Regions from separate parts of the Mus musculus genome. Here region 2 is linked to region 1. The links are chromatin contacts, called in public HiChIP or PLAC-seq maps. All regions are on one chromosome and are shown on one strand. The core of a region is the stretch at or near the end of the contact, and the rest is flanking DNA. Distances in the headings are between cores, read along the strand shown. Region 1 has its middle 19 kb from the start of Izumo1r. Region 2 overlaps Panx1 (pannexin 1).

Region 1 (4,117 bases), core at 918-3,417:
GGATTTTATCAAAACTGATCTTGGCTCCTCAGCATGTGGCCAAGAGGTGGGATTTGAACTTAGCATTTTGAGCCATCAAGTCAAGGATGGTGTCCTTCCATGCCCACTGCATCTTGGGTCAGAGTCTAAGCTTGACAACACTAGCATGCTCTGCAGGCGTGAACTTAACCCCTAATTGTTTTGGCTTCTCTCTAAACCCACAAGTCATAAGTTAGAACAAAAGCCACTCAAGAATTCCCAAAGAGCATGATGTCTGAGAAGAAGCCACCAAGGCTTGTGAAAAACCGTTGTGTTTTGAGTGTGAAATGCTTGTCTCCTAACTGGTGATACTGTTTTAGAAAGTTTGTGGAACCTTTTGGAAGCAGGGCCAAGTTGGAGGAAGTGTGGAGGGGCTGGGGCCTATAGCCACACCCATGTGCTGTCTGCTCTCTTCTTTCTGACTGTTGATACAATGTAACCAGCCATCTCAACCTTCTGAGACTGTTGAATGTTTTGCTCCTGTACCATGCCTCCTTCACCAAGATGGACTCTGCCTTCTCAAGTCATGAGCCCAAATAAACCCTTACTTCATTAAGCTGCTTCTTGTCTGGTGTTGGGTCACAATAACGAAGCCAAATAACCAATGTCGAGCAGAGGTGTGTGTGTGTGGGGGGGGGGGGGGAGGAGGGTAACAGTGCTAGGCACAGCTGGCTTCTTTAATGTTTACTCACTTTCTTTTCTGAACAAAGTCAAGGGTCTTCTATCAATGAGACTACCGTTTATAGAACTACCACTGCCATAATGCAAGCACTTCATCAGCTCTATTTGATCCTTCAGCAACCCTGGATTGCAGATAATGACACTGGGACTCAGAGAACACCATTTGGTTGCATATAGGCTGGAACAGGCTGAGACAGAGTTGAGCCTCCTGTTATCTGGCCCTACCAGAGCTAGGATACCCACCCCTGCAACCTCCTGCCTTTCTTAGCTTCTGAGACACAGGAAGCAACCAGCCTTTGCCTCTCCACTGAGTCCTCCTTCCCAGAAGAGCACCTCCAAGGACAGAGAGTGCTCCTCCAAGGGCAGAGAGTGCTCCTCCAAGGACAAAGAGTATTTAGTCTCCCTGAGGAAGCAGTTCCAGCTTTATCCCACACTGTTCTAAAAAGATCTCCTTTCTGAAGAACACAATTGCTTCTTGCTATAATTTCAATTCATTGTTTCCTATTGAGTTTAGTTGGAAAAGATTAAAGAAATGAAATAAAGTGTTATTTTAAATCTTTACATCTCCATCTTCATCAAAAGCAGCTCCCCTTTTCTCTCAATTCTTTGGCAACAGAAACTCACTGTTCACCTCCAAGATAAATTTACAATTATTATAAATAATGTATATTTTTGAGTAACACAAATTATTCATTGCCCAAAAATCATTTTCCCTCACAGAAAATTTGTGAAAAGTGGTCTCATGCTTTCCTGGTGGCTGGCTCCCTGTGTGTATGATTTTTGTATTCCTGCATTTTCCCCCCACATGCTATGGTTTGAAGGTGACATCACAGTCCATGCCCTTCAGATATTTCTAGTGCTGGGTGGATCTAGAGCCAACTACTCATAAATGAATTTTCATTATGAATTTTTCATTATTTTACCTTCAAAGGAAGGAAAAACACACTGCCCTGTCTCTCTGACATGAGACAGTAGATCCTTGACATTTGTGAATGCTACTCCAAAGCCTTTGACAAACCTCCACACTGCCCCCTGGTTGCCCTCCAAATCATACTTCCTCAAAAGGCATACTTCCTGTATGCAACTTAATTTTTATTTCTTTTTGATTATTTTTTCTCCTTAAAATGTGCATTGAAGCTGAATGAGAACTCAGTAGTGATCCCATCAAATCTCTCATGACTTCTTTCTGCCTAGATTGAATGCCTTGTCAACATTACAAGTTAGAGACCTTAGTGGCATTCCCCATTTTAAGTCAGGCTGGCCAACCATACACTGGCTTCTTCTTGGAAGTCAGCATAGAAGCCATTTGCACATAATTTCAAAGCACGTGATGGAAACATGCTGAACAGAAGGGAAACATTCAACAAATTGTTTATAAGCACATTGCTTTCAGCTGAGTTATGACACTCACAACTTCATTTGTTGCAGTCCTCACTTCCAGGGTGACTGTTGGGTGATGAGGCTTTAGGGACATAGTTATTTTGAATGAAGTCATGAGGTAAGCCATAAATAGGAAGGGCTAGTGTCCTCATAGGAGGAGATGCAGTCTCATTCAAGAAAGGTCACGTGAGGACGAAAGTACTGAAAGCCAGGAAGAGAGGCCTCATCAGACATCAGCTCTGACAGCTTCCACTGAGACTTCCGGCCTCGCCTGAGCTGTTTGGTGTTGTGTCAGCCAGAGCAGGCTACTTGAACATCACTTACAAAGACCATTTAACCCCCCCCAAAAAAAGTGGGAAGTGAAGAAAGTTTGAGAAACAGGTTAAAAAACAAAAACAAAAATAAACAAAAAACCGAGGACGTTGAGGAAGAGCCATTAGTAAGCTTAGGTTTATATATAGGTTTTTAGATGTTCTTTTCCAGAGTAATTTTAGATTATAGGAAAATATAAAGATCCTTCATGCCTCAACTGTACCCACACATGCACAGACTCCAACACCATCAGCATCCCAGTCTATACAGTTCTTTTGCCTGAGTTGATGAGCCTGCATAGACATGCCATCCCCTCCTTAAGACCATAGCTTTCACTAGGCTTTATTCTTGGTCTACATTCTATGGGTTTGAACCATATATATAATATATATGTACTGCTATAGTATCATGTGGAATAGCTTCACTGCCGTAAAAGCCCATTTCCTTTTATACCTTCCTAACTAACAATGCATATAAACCACTGATCTTTTTACAGACTCCATAGCTAGACCTATTTCAGAATGTCAAATTCTTGAAGTCATACTGTTTGACCTTTCCAGGTTTCTCTCTTTCATGCAATGATATCCATTAAATTTTCCTCCATGTCTTTTCCTCTTTTAAAAAATTATTACTTTATTTTATGTATGGCCTGGCTGTATTTGTGAGTACCATGTGTGCACATGACCCGTGGGTCTCAGTGTCCTCAAGAACTGCAGTTACTGGTTGTAAGCTGCCAAGTGGATGCTGGAAATGGAACCAGTGTCCTCTGCAAAAGCAGCCAGTATTCTCAAGCACTGGGTCACCTCTCCAGACCCATTCCATGACCTTTTCTGGCTTAGCAACTCATTTCTTTTCATCACTGAATAATATTCCACCATCGCACATGGATGTGCCCCATTTCTCCACTAGTCACCCCGTGAAAGACCTCTCCCCATCATTGCCAATCATGAATACATTTTCATAAACTTCATTTGCATGTTTCTGTAGAAACAAAATGCAAATCTTCTGGGTAAATGCCAGGGAGTCCAATTGCTGGACTGAGTGGTAAGGGAATGTTTGCTTTTATAATAAACTGTTAAAGCATTGTGCTGTCCTGATGCAGAGAGGGAGAGCCCTGCTTAGTACCCTCCTCTGATTTTATAGTTAGGACTTTGGCCATTCCCATGTGTGATGACCCTAAATATATTGGACATTTACAGAGGTTCCAAACACCCTCCTGTCTCCCTCTATTGCCACATACCAGGAATAACTCCTCCCATCCTAGTAGGATAGCACGATCCCTTGGGTGGAATTTGGAAGGGACCAGACTCCCTCCTTACAACTAGAAGGGGTTTTACTTGTATTTTTTCACAGAACCAGTCTAGGCCTATTTGGATACTTGCTAGAAATGTCTAATACCACCCCACTGACCAATAAGATGGCCTGCCTCTCAATGGCAGATTGAAGACTGAGGAGACAGAAGATACCCCACCCTCAGAATAACAAGATCTCATGAAAGACGTCTATGACTTGGTGGCCACTGCCCAAGCCATGTGTCCTCCCCAGGTTTCCCTTCCCTCTATGCTTTCTGATCTGTCACCACCCAGCCTCTTCCTAACCCTCCCAATACCTACCCTGGAGATTTCTTTGCTAGGAAGGAACCCAGGACTGCCCAGTCAAAGGATAATAGACCCGGATTAAGGTCTCCCTACACCCTGCTTCCATCTCCACTCTCCCCAACCCTTTC
Region 2 (4,117 bases), core at 541-3,040, 130 kb before region 1:
GCAAGAGAAACCCTCAGTTGTTTTTGTTTTTTTTTTCCAGATGTTGGGGTCATAGAGTAGTCTGGGGCTGCACAAACAGAACCCAGGTCTGCAAGTCAAGGGGACCTGCTGGGATGAGCGTCTGAGGCTCTTTCTGGAGCTGAGCTCATTTGCTATGGCGGTTCTGAGTATCCCAGCTCTTACCAGGCTCTAGGACTGGGGACAGAAAGTGAAGAAACCTGCCTGGTCAACCCTCAGGCTTAGCTGGGAGTAAGGGGCTCCCTCCCTCCCTCCCTCCCTCCCTCCCTCCCTCCCTCCCTCCCTCCCAGAGGTTAGAGTACTGGTCTGAGTCATTTCAGGGACTAGAGTACTGGTCTGAGTCATTTCAGAGCCTGGACAATGAGACTACTTGGACATTGACGATGTCTCTAAGTTACATGTTTGCCAGAGTGAAGCTGAGTCCCCCCCTTGGAGGAAAGGGACATCGTCTAGAGCATCACCCGTGTGCTTTCTTTGGCTCTTTATGCAGGGTGTTTGGCATTTATACACATATGACATACCACAAATGAGGAAAATCCAGAGAAAACTCACAACAGAAACATGTCCGTAGGAGGTCTTGATCAGACCCATCACTACTACCAGTGGGCTCGAGGAACTGAGATACATGGAGGTTGTCTCAGGGAGCTGGAGGAATCAGGTTTCCTAGCTGCAGACAGCGACATGGAGTTCCTTTTAGCTGATGTTGATCGAGGGCCCTCATGCTCTGCTTGGCAGCAGTGGGCCACAGAATGCGTCTCAGATTCTCAGATTCTCCCTGGTGGTGAACTGAATTAGAAAGAGAGACAGAAAAGATAAAGCATGGTTTTCCCAGAAACCCAGGGACAGAGCCGTGAGTTCTCCTGTCCCTCAGCTGTTCTCCGAGTGGAGCCCAACTCACTGGATCTGTTATTCCTCAGTGCTCCCGCTGCAGGGCTTTAGTGAAGCGACAGCCAGGTGGTTGTGGGTGAAGAGTGAGTGTATAGAAGTAGTGATTGGTAAAACAGAAACAAAAAACCTGGCTCTGTTCTTCTCAGAAAATGTGCCTTCCTTACACACAGCTGGGTGGACAGGAGGGAAGGGTGTGACCAGGAAGACTGTGTCCCGTGAGTCACGAGAACGAGGTGGCTGAGAGGCTGGAGACCACATGGAGATGCTGAGCTAACAACCCAGCAGGACTGCCTAGGGCAGCACTTCTCAACCTGTGGGGGAGTCGCATAGCAGATATTTACATTATGATTCATAACAGTAGCCACATAACAGTTATGCAGTAGGAACAAAATAATTTTATGGTTGGAGGTCACCATGGCATGAGGAACTGTAAAACTGGTCGCAGCATCAGGAAGGTTGAGAACCACTGGCCTTGGGAGTGTGGGGTGAGGCACTTCCCGGAGATGCTTCGTCCTGTTGGGAAGCAGGGTGGCCACGGCACAGTGGAATGGAAGCAGGGTTATGGAGAGTAGGATCTGTGACTGCCAAACAGGCATATGGCAAATGCTGGACCAGTGGGAGCCGCTGCGTGGGCCTGGCAGTATGCTTGGTTCTAAGAGTCTGTCCTCAGAGCCAAGTCGTGGTGGTGGTTAGTGGTGAGAGGAGAGGCAGGGGAAGCCTCGCCAGTTACAGAGGTGGGTTCTGGTCGGCAGGAGGGGAGCAGGGAGAGCCTAGTGTGTCAGAGAGGAGAGGCGTGGAGACCACCAGTCAGGCTCAGGGAAGGCTCTGGTCAGGACAGAAGCGGAAGGATGTGGGCGCTTCTGAGAAGGGAACGTGCCGACAGCACACAGGGCTTGATACCACACAGCCAATCACAAGGTGACACCAAGAGATCTTGAAAGCCACACAGTCACTGTTAAAGCTACCCCAGGAAGACAGGCACTGTGTTTATGCTTATGTGTTGTGGTAGCAGCTGACCAACCACTGGGGTAGCATGCCAGGTGTCTGGGGCGCTGACATAAGCCACTTCTCCTATAAATTAAATTTGTCCAAGTATTTTATCACAGCAACAGAAATGAAACTAAACTAGACATGGAATTGCAGGTCTGAGTAGAAATCCCCACAATGGCACACTGGTGTGCAGGCTCACACTGTCTGAGGAACAGCAGTCTAGTCTGGTGGCGCCCACTCGGGGCACCTGTCAGGGTGATGTGTGGAAGCTGTGAGACCGAGGGTGTAGAAGGGATGGTGTCTCTTTAGTTCCTTTCTGTCCCTGTGATAAGATACTGAGGAAAAGCAACATGGAGAGGAAAGGGTTCATGTGGTTCATGTGCAGGTCGTAATCCACCACTGAAGGAAATGAGGGCAGAGACCAGGAACATTGCTTGCTGGCTCACACTCAGGCTCACACTCTGGCTCACACTCTGGCTTGCACTCAGGCCCACACTCTGGCTCACACTCTGGCTTGCACTCAGGCCCACACTCTGGCTCACACTCAGGCTCACACTCAGGCCCACACTCTGGCTCACACTCAGGCTCGCACTCAGGCTTGCACTTAGGCTCACACTCAGGCTCTCACTCAGGCTCACACTCAGGCCCACACTCAGGCTCGCACTCAGGCTTGCACTTAGGCTCACACTCAGGCTCTCACTCAGACTCGCACTCTGGCTCGCACTCATGCTCGCACTCAGGCTCTCACTCTGGCTCGCACTTAGGCTCTCACTGAGGCTCGCACTCGGGCTCGCACTCAGGCTCACATTCTGGCTCACACTCTGGTTCACACTCAGGCTCATACTTACCTAGCTTTCTTACACAGCTCAGCACCAGCTGCCCAGGGAGTGGTGCTGCCTGCAATAGGCTACTTCCTCCTATCAGTTAGTAATAGTGACAGCCCCTGCCCCTGAGACACACCTCCAGGCCACTCTAAGTGAATTCATCCGAGGCTCCCCACCAGGTGACTATAGGCTGTGTCAAGCTGACAGTCAAAGCTACTGAGGACAGACTCTGGGGAGCAGTGGCACTGAGAGGCAGGAGTAAAGGGCAGATTATCCTGTACATATAAGCTTGTCAGTACAGTAGGGTGAGCCAGATGCTTCCAGGGCTATTCTGGGGCAGAGACCAAGATGAAGGACATGGGTGTGGTGGCAGGGGTTGAATTTTGTCACCCAAGATTATGTTGCCATCTTAACCCTGTATACTGAGAGTATGACTTGAGTTGAACAGTTTGTTAGAGATTCAGTCGTGAGTTATGAGGACCAACCCTGGAGCTGATGGTGTCCTCTTACGAGGAGAAAAATTGCACATAGACACACGTCAAGGGGAGAGAATGTGGGGACACTTGTGGGGGAGGTGGCCTCCCCAGGGCCTTCGGAGGGAGTTCTGTAGGACTGGCCTACAGAACAGTCAGAGAAAAGACTCATTGTCCACGGCCTTGCAGTGTGTGGGATTTGATTGTGAGAGTCCCGGAAATGAGCAGGGCTTACAGTCAAGATGGCTCACTGTTTAAGAGCAGGCTCTGGTCTGCAGAGGACCTTGGTCTCTGAGGCTCTTAGTTTTAGCATCCACCCCTGCCTGTACCTCCTGTTCCAGGGGATCCGACCCCCACACATACCTAATACACACACTCTCACACACATAGACATAATTAAAAATTAGGTAAATCTAAAATATATACTTTTCCAAGATTGTTCCCTAACTAGAGAAGTAGCCCATGCCAACTGGACATAAAGCTGTGGCTTTGGAGTTGGGCACAAATCAGTAATCATAGCTGCTATATTCCCACACGGAATGTTTTTCAGTTTTTTGCCTTGTAAAAATAAAATATAGAAATATGTTTAATCTAAAACTTAAAAAAACAGTAAACATATGTTATAGTGGTACAATTTACATGTTAAATAACAATGCAATAGGATGATCTTATATAGCTTTAAATAGAAGAAATGGGAGAATTTTCAGATTACAAAACCCCTTTCCTCAGAACAGTCTTTTTAAGTCACTTTTTTGAGTGACTAATCGTGCTTAATTCCTGTTGTTCAGCTTACAGTCCTCTGCATATCCATCCACTGAGCTCCGACCTCCCAGACAAAGCTCAGTGTCCACTAAACTCCCATTCCTCAGCTCTTGGCAGCCGCCTAGCTTGTGTGTCCACCAGGCATGGCTCTCAAGGGACTAG

The links. HiChIP or PLAC-seq counts read pairs in DNA pulled down with a chosen protein or histone mark.
Region 2: an H3K27ac HiChIP or PLAC-seq map of the HPC-7 cell line shows a contact between it and region 1, with 10 times the contacts expected there. The contact joins two enhancer-like sites. A contact is called at or near these places in 16 of 39 promoter capture datasets (the 3T3-L1 cell line, 3T3-L1-derived adipocytes, the C10 cell line and 10 more), 5 of 15 datasets of contacts at CTCF or cohesin (the NIH/3T3 cell line, embryonic stem cells, large pre-B cells and 1 more), 47 of 484 Hi-C or Micro-C datasets (the 63-12 cell line, B cells, CD4 T cells and 24 more), 12 of 115 datasets of contacts at active chromatin or transcription factors (CD8 T cells, DN3 thymocytes, the HPC-7 cell line and 6 more) and 4 of 9 other capture datasets (adipose tissue, embryonic stem cells, liver and 1 more).

The regions. Positions count from the first base shown.
Region 1 is chr9:14,882,956-14,887,072 of GRCm38.p6, reverse strand. It overlaps a transcript of Izumo1r not described here. Among named protein-coding and RNA genes, the nearest start is that of Izumo1r, 19 kb to the left of the region's middle. Within about 2 kb of position 2,167, at least 30 of the 459 cell types and tissues checked have an H3K27ac peak or open chromatin away from gene starts, as enhancers often do. A contact at or near this core is called in CD8 T cells, the HPC-7 cell line, Th1 cells and 5 more, where this site is marked.
Region 2 is chr9:15,015,989-15,020,105 of GRCm38.p6, reverse strand. All of the region lies in intron 2 of Panx1 (pannexin 1), which reads left to right. Among named protein-coding and RNA genes, the nearest start is that of Panx1, 27 kb to the left of the region's middle. Within about 2 kb of position 1,790, at least 138 of the 459 cell types and tissues checked have an H3K27ac peak or open chromatin away from gene starts, as enhancers often do. A contact at or near this core is called in CD8 T cells, the HPC-7 cell line, Th1 cells and 5 more, where this site is marked.